Linked DNA regions of Rattus norvegicus: region 1 is linked to region 2. A link is a contact called in public Hi-C data. All regions are on one chromosome and are shown on one strand. The core of a region is the stretch at or near the end of the contact, and the rest is flanking DNA. Distances in the headings are between cores, read along the strand shown.

Region 1 (3,809 bases), core at 56-2,555, 140 kb after region 2:
CACTCAAGTGTTAAGGAGACTGAACCAGGGGGACCCCCAAGAGTTCAAGGTTAGCCTTGGCTACAAGAGATGCTGTCTCAAAAGCAGGGAGGCAAAGTGAGAGACGGCTCTTACCAGAGCTCTTAAAGGTCCCACGGTCAAAGAAAAGGAACCCTAGAGACACACTGGCAACGATCTAAGCAGAAACTGGTCCTTGAGACAGTGCCGCTGCTCCCGAGAGCGGTAACAGTCACTCCACGAGCTAAAGTTTTGTGATGTAAATACACCCCTACCCCCGGCAAAGAAAAATTCGAAGGAAAAAACCCCCAAAAAACAACAAAATACAATCCTCTCCCCACTACTAGAGACCGGCAGAACACAGAGGGATGGGTCTTTCTACCACCTCAAGGTTCCTGCAGTGTGCAGTATTCGTCTGGCGACACCACCTACTTCAGAGTTACTTACCGGTCAGAGAACCTGTGCAAGGTTGCTTATCTCCGCCCACCTCGGCAGAGGAAACGTGGGTACCGGCCACTAAGGCTGGCTTGGATAAGGCTAAGCGGCCTCTTCTACTCGAATGCACACTCTAGGCCCTAAGGATCCTTCACTAAGTATACCACGCCGTTTCTTGAGTTTCTAGTGGCAGAGACAGCCAGAGGAGGGCAGGACTGCAATCACTCACAGCCTGAAAACCTTTAGAATCAAAACAAATTCCCCTTTGATACCCGTTTTCTGCTATGCAGAGAGGTAATTCATCCACTAAAACGGTTCCTTAAGAAAAAAGAACAGTGGGGCAGAGAACATGCACAAGACCCCCACAAAAACCCAAACTACAAGCCTAGCGTCTCAGCAACGAACGAAGTAAGCCAAGCCTTCTGCTGTGACTCCGGGTGCTTACAGGCCGCGACACGGCCCAGTGCCCACGGCCTTCCTGCACTCCCGCTCGCCTAACTACGGAGCCCAGCACCGCCCAGAATGTGTCTAGGAGCTACTGGGAAGCTCAGATTATCTGTTGTGGGGTCGGCGGAACTCAGTACGCCAAGAGTAGGGGGGTAGTGGGCCGTGTTCCCAACCCTGCATTCGCCCATGGCACAGCGGCTGGGCCCTATTGCCCCGAAGGCCGAGACTCGGAGGCGGGAGGAGGCCGCGAGCGAGAGGAGGCCGCTGTGGCTCCGCTCGGCGCCTCCCGGAAGCTCACTGGGAACGGCGGCGACTCCAGGCGAGGATTGGAGTGCGCGCGCAAGCCGGTGGCGGCTCACCTGGGCGACCGCGGCCCGGACCGTCGCGGCGGCAGAGGCGGCGGCGCTCCTTTGTCTCGGGACTTCCCTCCGCGCCCGCCGCGCGCAGCCCGGAGCGCAGGACCCCAGCGGGCGGGGCGGGGCGGGGCCTGAGTTGGGCTGCCCGCCGCACGCCTGCTCAGCGTACCGTCTTTCCGGTCCGGCAGCCTACGCCGTCTATTTAAACATGAGCTTCGCTCAGCCCTTACTCGGTTGCTGCGCTCTCGTTGCCCGCGACCACCTACAGAGCTGGGGCCCGGGGCGCCTGTCCAAGCAGGCGGTCCCCTGAACGGCCGCACTCTTAAAGGGGACGCGACCTAGGCTCAAGGGAGCGTCTGCAAACTCCTCATCGGGATCAGCGCGTCCACTCGAGGACACATCAGAGAGTCGTGTGAAGAAAAGAAAGCATAGATTTCCAAGGGTCATTCGGATGCTCAGAGGGCACCTTACCAGGCACAGGCTCTGGAGGTATCCTTGGGCTCAAGGCCCGAGTCCCGGGAGCAAAGATCACTGAGGCCTAAACATCCTGGGAATCGTCGCAGTACGGTGACGATCCCCGGAATACGGGGCGTTGAGACATTTTCTGTAATTGGCTAGCCCTGGAATTTGGGCGGGGTAAATCTCGAACCTACCCAATGAACGGACCTAATACAAAGGACCAAACGCAAACAAAACCGACGGGGAGAGAAATGTGGAAGCTCCCTAACCTACGAATTAGCCCTCGGTGGGGGAGGGGAATGGGCCGGAACCATGGGGGAGGGGCAGCACCCGAGAACTCCCCCGCCCCTAATCCTCTCCCCTATGCTGCACCCCACACCTCGTTCCACCTGAAACCCCTGCGCGGCTTCTGTTGGCACCACTGGACACGCTGTTGTCACTCCGTGGCCTAGTCCAGTTTCCTCCGCTAGTCCTCTGCAACCCAGCTCGGTGCTCGGATGCTTCCTCACCGACTCACCGACGGGACGGGTACTTAGAAACGTCGGCTGGCCCCCTGGTGGCCATCCTGGCGCCTGCTCCATTTTTTGGCACGTGCCGGAAGCCTTCGGGGCCACTTGCAGCCAACAAGGGCTTCCTGGGATATCTCAATATGAGCCCTGTGTTGCTGGAGACTTCAGTGTTTATCTGTCAATGTCTCCATCCATTTACTAACCTTCGTCCTCGTCCTCCTCTTCTCTTCTGAGGCTGTTGGGTGCCCCAGAACAGAGACCCAGGTCCCATGCCCTTTGCCCATAATTGCCCACCGTTCCCTGGAGCTCACCCTGTTAATTTCTCCAGTTCTTTGCCGTACTGTTTTAGAGTTAAGATCACGATGAGCACCAGATCCTGAGGGACCTTATTCTCTCATTGGGGCTGAGTTGTAGATGAGGTCTGCTTAGATACAGGTCCGTGACACCCAGTTGTGGTGGTTGGTGACCCCAGCAGATCTGTACCCCCAACAGAAGGCATCTATTTTGGATCCATCCCAGCCTGCACAGCAGCTTCCAAGACTGGTGGCTCCTGGGCACCTACATATGTTGACCAAGAGCAGCCCTGACCTGTGCATTGTACCATCAGGGACCAAAGTTATTAGCAGATTATCTGGGGGCTCTGAGTGGCCCAGTAATCTTTTTACTTTTTATTAGTTTTTTAGTTTAGGGTCTTATGCATTAGCCCTGCCTGGCCTCCAACTCAAGGATGACCTTGAATTCCTGTTGCCCATGATTCCACCCCCAATTTGTTGCACAAATCACAGCACATCCCCTTTGGGATCTGCTTTTCAGCTAGTACCACAGTTGAGCCTGGTCTGGAGTCATGGCTATTGGATTTTCTGCAGGAATGAGACTGAGGGAAAGGCAGAACTGGCTGGGTGGAGAGGTCAGCTGGAAGTGGTATGTAGTTATCAGAGTGTTTGATCTGTGGATCCACAGGGCACTGCAGAAGGTTGTAGGGCAGGAACGTGTGATGTAAAGCCATGGTGTAGGGATAGTATGTAAATCGCTCTGATCTCCACCTTGGGCACACACTTCTTGCTACCACCCCAATGTTGTGGGTTCTTGAGTGAAAGGCACACATGCAGCCTTATTTTTAATATGCTCTAAGCAGCTCAACAGCTGGGTCACTCCCAGACTAACGCTCGCTCCCCATTCCCAAGAGGTCGGGTGGATGCTTTTTGATTGTTCAATGGTGATGGGTATCCGTCATCACTTAGGGGTTTGGTCACTGTCTTAGTGAGGGTCTCCATTGCTGTGAAGAGACACCAGGACCAAAGCAACGGTATTATAAAGCACAGCATTTAATTGGGGCTGGCTTACAGGTTCAGAGGTTGGATCCATTACTATCATGGCAGAAAGCATGGCAGTGTGCAGGCAGACGTGGTGCTGGAGGAGCCCTACATCCTGATCTGAGGGTAACCAGGTAGAGACACACTCTTCTGTAGGTGGAGCTTCAAAGTCCACCTCTACAAGGATGCACTTCCTCTATCGAGGTCACATCTCTGAATAGTGTCACTTCCCAGGAACCGTGCGTATTCAAACCATCACAGTCACAGATTGTTAATGGTCTTGGTCAGTGAGG
Region 2 (3,924 bases), core at 414-2,913:
TTTTTGGAGGGTGTAACACACGAATGCACACACACACACACACACACACACACACACACACGCACGCACGCACGCGCACACACACACTTGCAAGATCGCAGGATAATCATGGGAAAATTCAGAACCTCATTTAACTTTCTTCCTCTTATTCTGTGTTTGGTTTTGGTTTACTTTGTGTGAAAGGAAGGACATTTCATCTCACCCTTAGAAGTTAAGAAGAACTTAAAACTTTCCTGATTTGAAAATTTTCAAATCTAAAAAGTTTCAAGGTAATATAATATATTATTTTATATATACTGTATATAGAATATATATATATATATTTGTCGGACCCTCCTGGCTCCCCTGCAGTGTTTGACCCCTGCTGAAGCCCTGCTGATGCATGTAGAAGCCTTTTGTTCCTAACAAAGGAATCCCCTGGCCCGGTAGCGACATACCCGGGCGTACACCTGGGCAATGGTCCATTCGTTCCCATCCTTTGCTCTCAGTCTTTGTTCCTGGGACTTAGGCTGGTCTTCCTGGAATTTTCCACCCAGTGAACTTGGGGTATATATTCGGTGAATAAAGCTACAGAATTGGCATTCTCTCTTAACCCGAGGGACCCGAATATGTGTGTTTTTTAATCCCCAGGCTTAAGCCTGGTTCTCGGTGCCGTGTCGGTGTGGGCATCGACATATTCTAGAATCCTTGTTAACTCTCTTATACATGACCTTTGCCACCACTGAAGTTCTGAATTGAATTTTAATTATTTTTATAGAGCCTTCCTATGTTGTGCACATTAACCCCAGCCTTTCCCATGTTTCTCTGTTAAATGTAGCTTTCGCATTGTATACCTATTTCCTTTATTAAGTGGACACTTTCTTCCTTGCTCCCTTCTACCATCTTCAGTAAAGCAACTGCCGTGACACTGCTCAGAATTTAACCTTGCAGCATTGTTCTTTGTCTGTAGAGTGCTACCCATGATGATTATTGTCACTCTCGAGTCCCTGAAGTTGCAGTATCAAATCCCATTCCTTACCCCGATATAGATATAATTCAGGATAGATCTAAGAACAACTTTGCTGATCTAATGCCGGTTACTAAGATTACACTTAACTTAGCCTTGCTAAAATACTATTGCCTAAAGCATCCTACGGCTAGTTAACACCACACCCATGTGCTGTCCTAGTCGTCGCCGCCGCCGCCTCCTCCTCCTCTTCCTCCCCCCCACCCACCCAATCTTTCCTCCTCTGGAACTTCAGGATCTCAAGCCCTTTCCTTCCCCTCCCCCTCCCCCTCCTCCTGCTCCTCCCCCAATCTTTCCTCCTCTGGAACTTCAGGATCTCAAGCCCTTTCCCAGAATTGCAGTAGTCCAGCTGCCCGTTGAACACAAAAAAACTCATGAGGCCAGCTTGGTTGAGAGTGACGATTCCAGAACTTAGTTTATATATTTTTTCACATCATCTCTTCAGAGATTGGGCGTGCATCTCCGGCTAGTTCTTCTCTGGAGTCTGGGTCACTGCCTTCAGTAAAGACACTAACTGCTAGGGGTCTTAAGATCTAGGTTTCTACGCCGGGCTGCAAGGACCAGTGAACCACAATTCCCAGGAGACCCCGCGCTTACGGACCTCACCGGCCTCCGTCCTGGGTCACGTGGGCACCGATGGTAGATCATGTGAGTCCCGGGCGCGGGTCACGGGAACGCTGCCGGGCTGCCGGCTGTTCTTGTGGAGTTTGGTCCTCAGTGGGCCATGGCCAACGTTTCTAAGAAAGTGTCTTGGTCCGGCCGAGATCGCGATGACGAGGAGGGGGCGCCGCTGCTTCGAAGGACGGGGCAACCTGACGAGGAGACGCCGCTGCTGAACGGAGCCGGGCCGGGCGCGCGCCAGGTGAGGCCCGCGGGCCGGAGATGCGGCCGCCGGGATCGCTAAGCTGGTCTTCAGTGTGCTGGCCGGGCCCAGAGGGAGGCCACAGCGTTCTCCTCTATTTTTTTTTTTTTTTTTGAATTCTGGAAAACTTATTTTGGATAGTTTCGCACCCATAAGCCTCTTCCTTTCTTCCCCTTTGAACCCCTTCTTCCCATCTCGTCCCCACCAAGTGGCTACACCATCAGAAAAAAATGATACCCTCTCCTCCAGCAACCATTGTCATTGACTTTTCAGCAAGAGATCCTAAGACTTTAACGTTGTTGTTGTGGTTTCTTTTGTTTTTTTTTTTTGTTTGTTTGTTTTTTTGGTTGATTTTTTTTTTTTAACTTTTTGTGGCGAGGCTCGAGCCCAGGGTATACACATGCTAGGCAAGCATACGACCTCAGGTCTGCTCCCCCAGCCCTTAGCGTTTCAAGATACAGTCTCACAGTAAGACCACGGCTAGCAATGAATTCATAATTCCGCCTCATTTCCCCAAGAACTTGGAAGGCCTGGACTACACGCCTGGCAGGTTTCACAGACAGCTTAAATGGCAGTGCGTTTTCAGTGAAAGTGTCTGCCTCCTTTCTCATAGGAGCAATTCCAAACATTTGGGGCACAATTGGAATGACAAGTGTTTCCACTCATTTTCTCTTGCTACCTAATTGAAGATAGAATATGCAGCCAGACAGGATAAGCAACAAGTCAGAGGCCAGATTGTGCTCAGCACCCAAAACAGTTTGTGCCTTTAGATGCATAGCGTTTGAAAAAGGGTACAGGTTTGTTGGCTCGCCTGCTTTTGCTTCTCTTGCCTGTGTGCATCATGTTAGCTTTGAGTCAGTTACTTATGTCAATTCCTTGATGTTAGTCTGTTTTATATCCGCCCTCTACCCTTCCTCCTTCTGATTTTAGAGGTGTCTGGCAAACACTCCTGCTATTTTAGAGGCTAAGAAGAACACAAGATCAGGCAGCTGCATGAAAACTTACATATGGGCTTTGCTATAGACCCTTGAAGGTGCTTAGGACAATGAGAGTCAAAAGTCAGTTTCTCGTTGCTGGGAAGCAGCTCAACTCCCTTTGAAGTGACATGTACTTGCAAATCTGGTCTGCAGCAGCAACCTGAAATGACTTGAGGAAGGTGATAGGGCTATGTCTGCCTTCCTAGGGTGTTTCTGGGAGGTGTGAATTGTTATTGTAAAGAAAGTAACCTCTTGGTGAGGGGGCTGTTGCTTCAAAGAGAACCCAAGTTCAGGTCCCGGCACCCGGGTCCTGTGGCTCAACCTCCTGTAACTGTAGCTCCAGGTGATCTGACCACCTTTTCTTCTCCTGGCTTCCACCAGAGTAACACCATGCTCAAGCACTCGCGCATGTCTCTCTGCAAAAAGAAAGTAATTTTATGTTGGAAACTGATTTTAAGAGAGGGAAGAATTTGGAAACTAACAGAAGTTGAGTTTGGGCTGAATGGCTGTGGATTTTGTTTTTATTTGGTTTTGCTTTTCTTTGCAAATAGACATAAGAGTAAAGAATGAGGTGATCTTTCCCCTAAACACCATTATCGTTTCAAAGCTGCAGTTAATACAATTGATTGGTTGCTGTTAAACAATTTAAAAAAAAATAGTTGTGCACCTGCCCCATTGTGGGTTCCCTGTTCTGTGTGCAGGTCACTGAGGTGCATAGGACAGTTTCCTTCCCTCTGGGAACAGGCTCAACACCTTGCTGGTTTTGTGTGAGGAACCCCATAGGAATATGTGCAATGAGCACTTTTGTGCTCTGTGTAAATTGTGCAAAGTCTTCAGACAAGCAGAGCAACACGACAGAGAGTATATGGGTGGGATGTGGTACGAGGTGTAGGAGTCTTGTTCAGTCACTTGAGTTGACTTGAGTGTGACTAGGTCTAGGAGAGGCATACAGGAGGCTTGGGACTCCAGTGCTAAGGGATCCTTGCCTGCTTAGGCGGGTTGAACAGGCATTGGCTACAGCTTGGGAACTCTCTGTACTGAGCACCAAACCAGCCAGAATTTCCAGCAGGATCTGAGGC

What was found. A called contact is a pair of places that touch in the nucleus more often than the background predicts.
Region 1: a Hi-C map of liver shows a contact between it and region 2, with 2.7 times the contacts expected there. The contact joins the promoter of Ube2i here to the promoter of Clcn7 in region 2. A contact is called at or near these places in 3 of 12 Hi-C or Micro-C datasets (kidney, liver and mammary epithelial cells).

Annotation. Positions count from the first base shown.
Region 1 is chr10:14,796,949-14,800,757 of GRCr8, forward strand. It overlaps Ube2i (ubiquitin-conjugating enzyme E2I), which reads right to left and starts at 1,306. Exons shown (of 7, transcript NM_013050.2): 1 at 1,239-1,306.
Region 2 is chr10:14,654,598-14,658,521 of GRCr8, forward strand. Clcn7 (chloride voltage-gated channel 7) reads left to right here and starts at 1,664. Exons shown (of 25, transcript NM_031568.2): 1 at 1,664-1,868. The coding sequence starts at 1,731.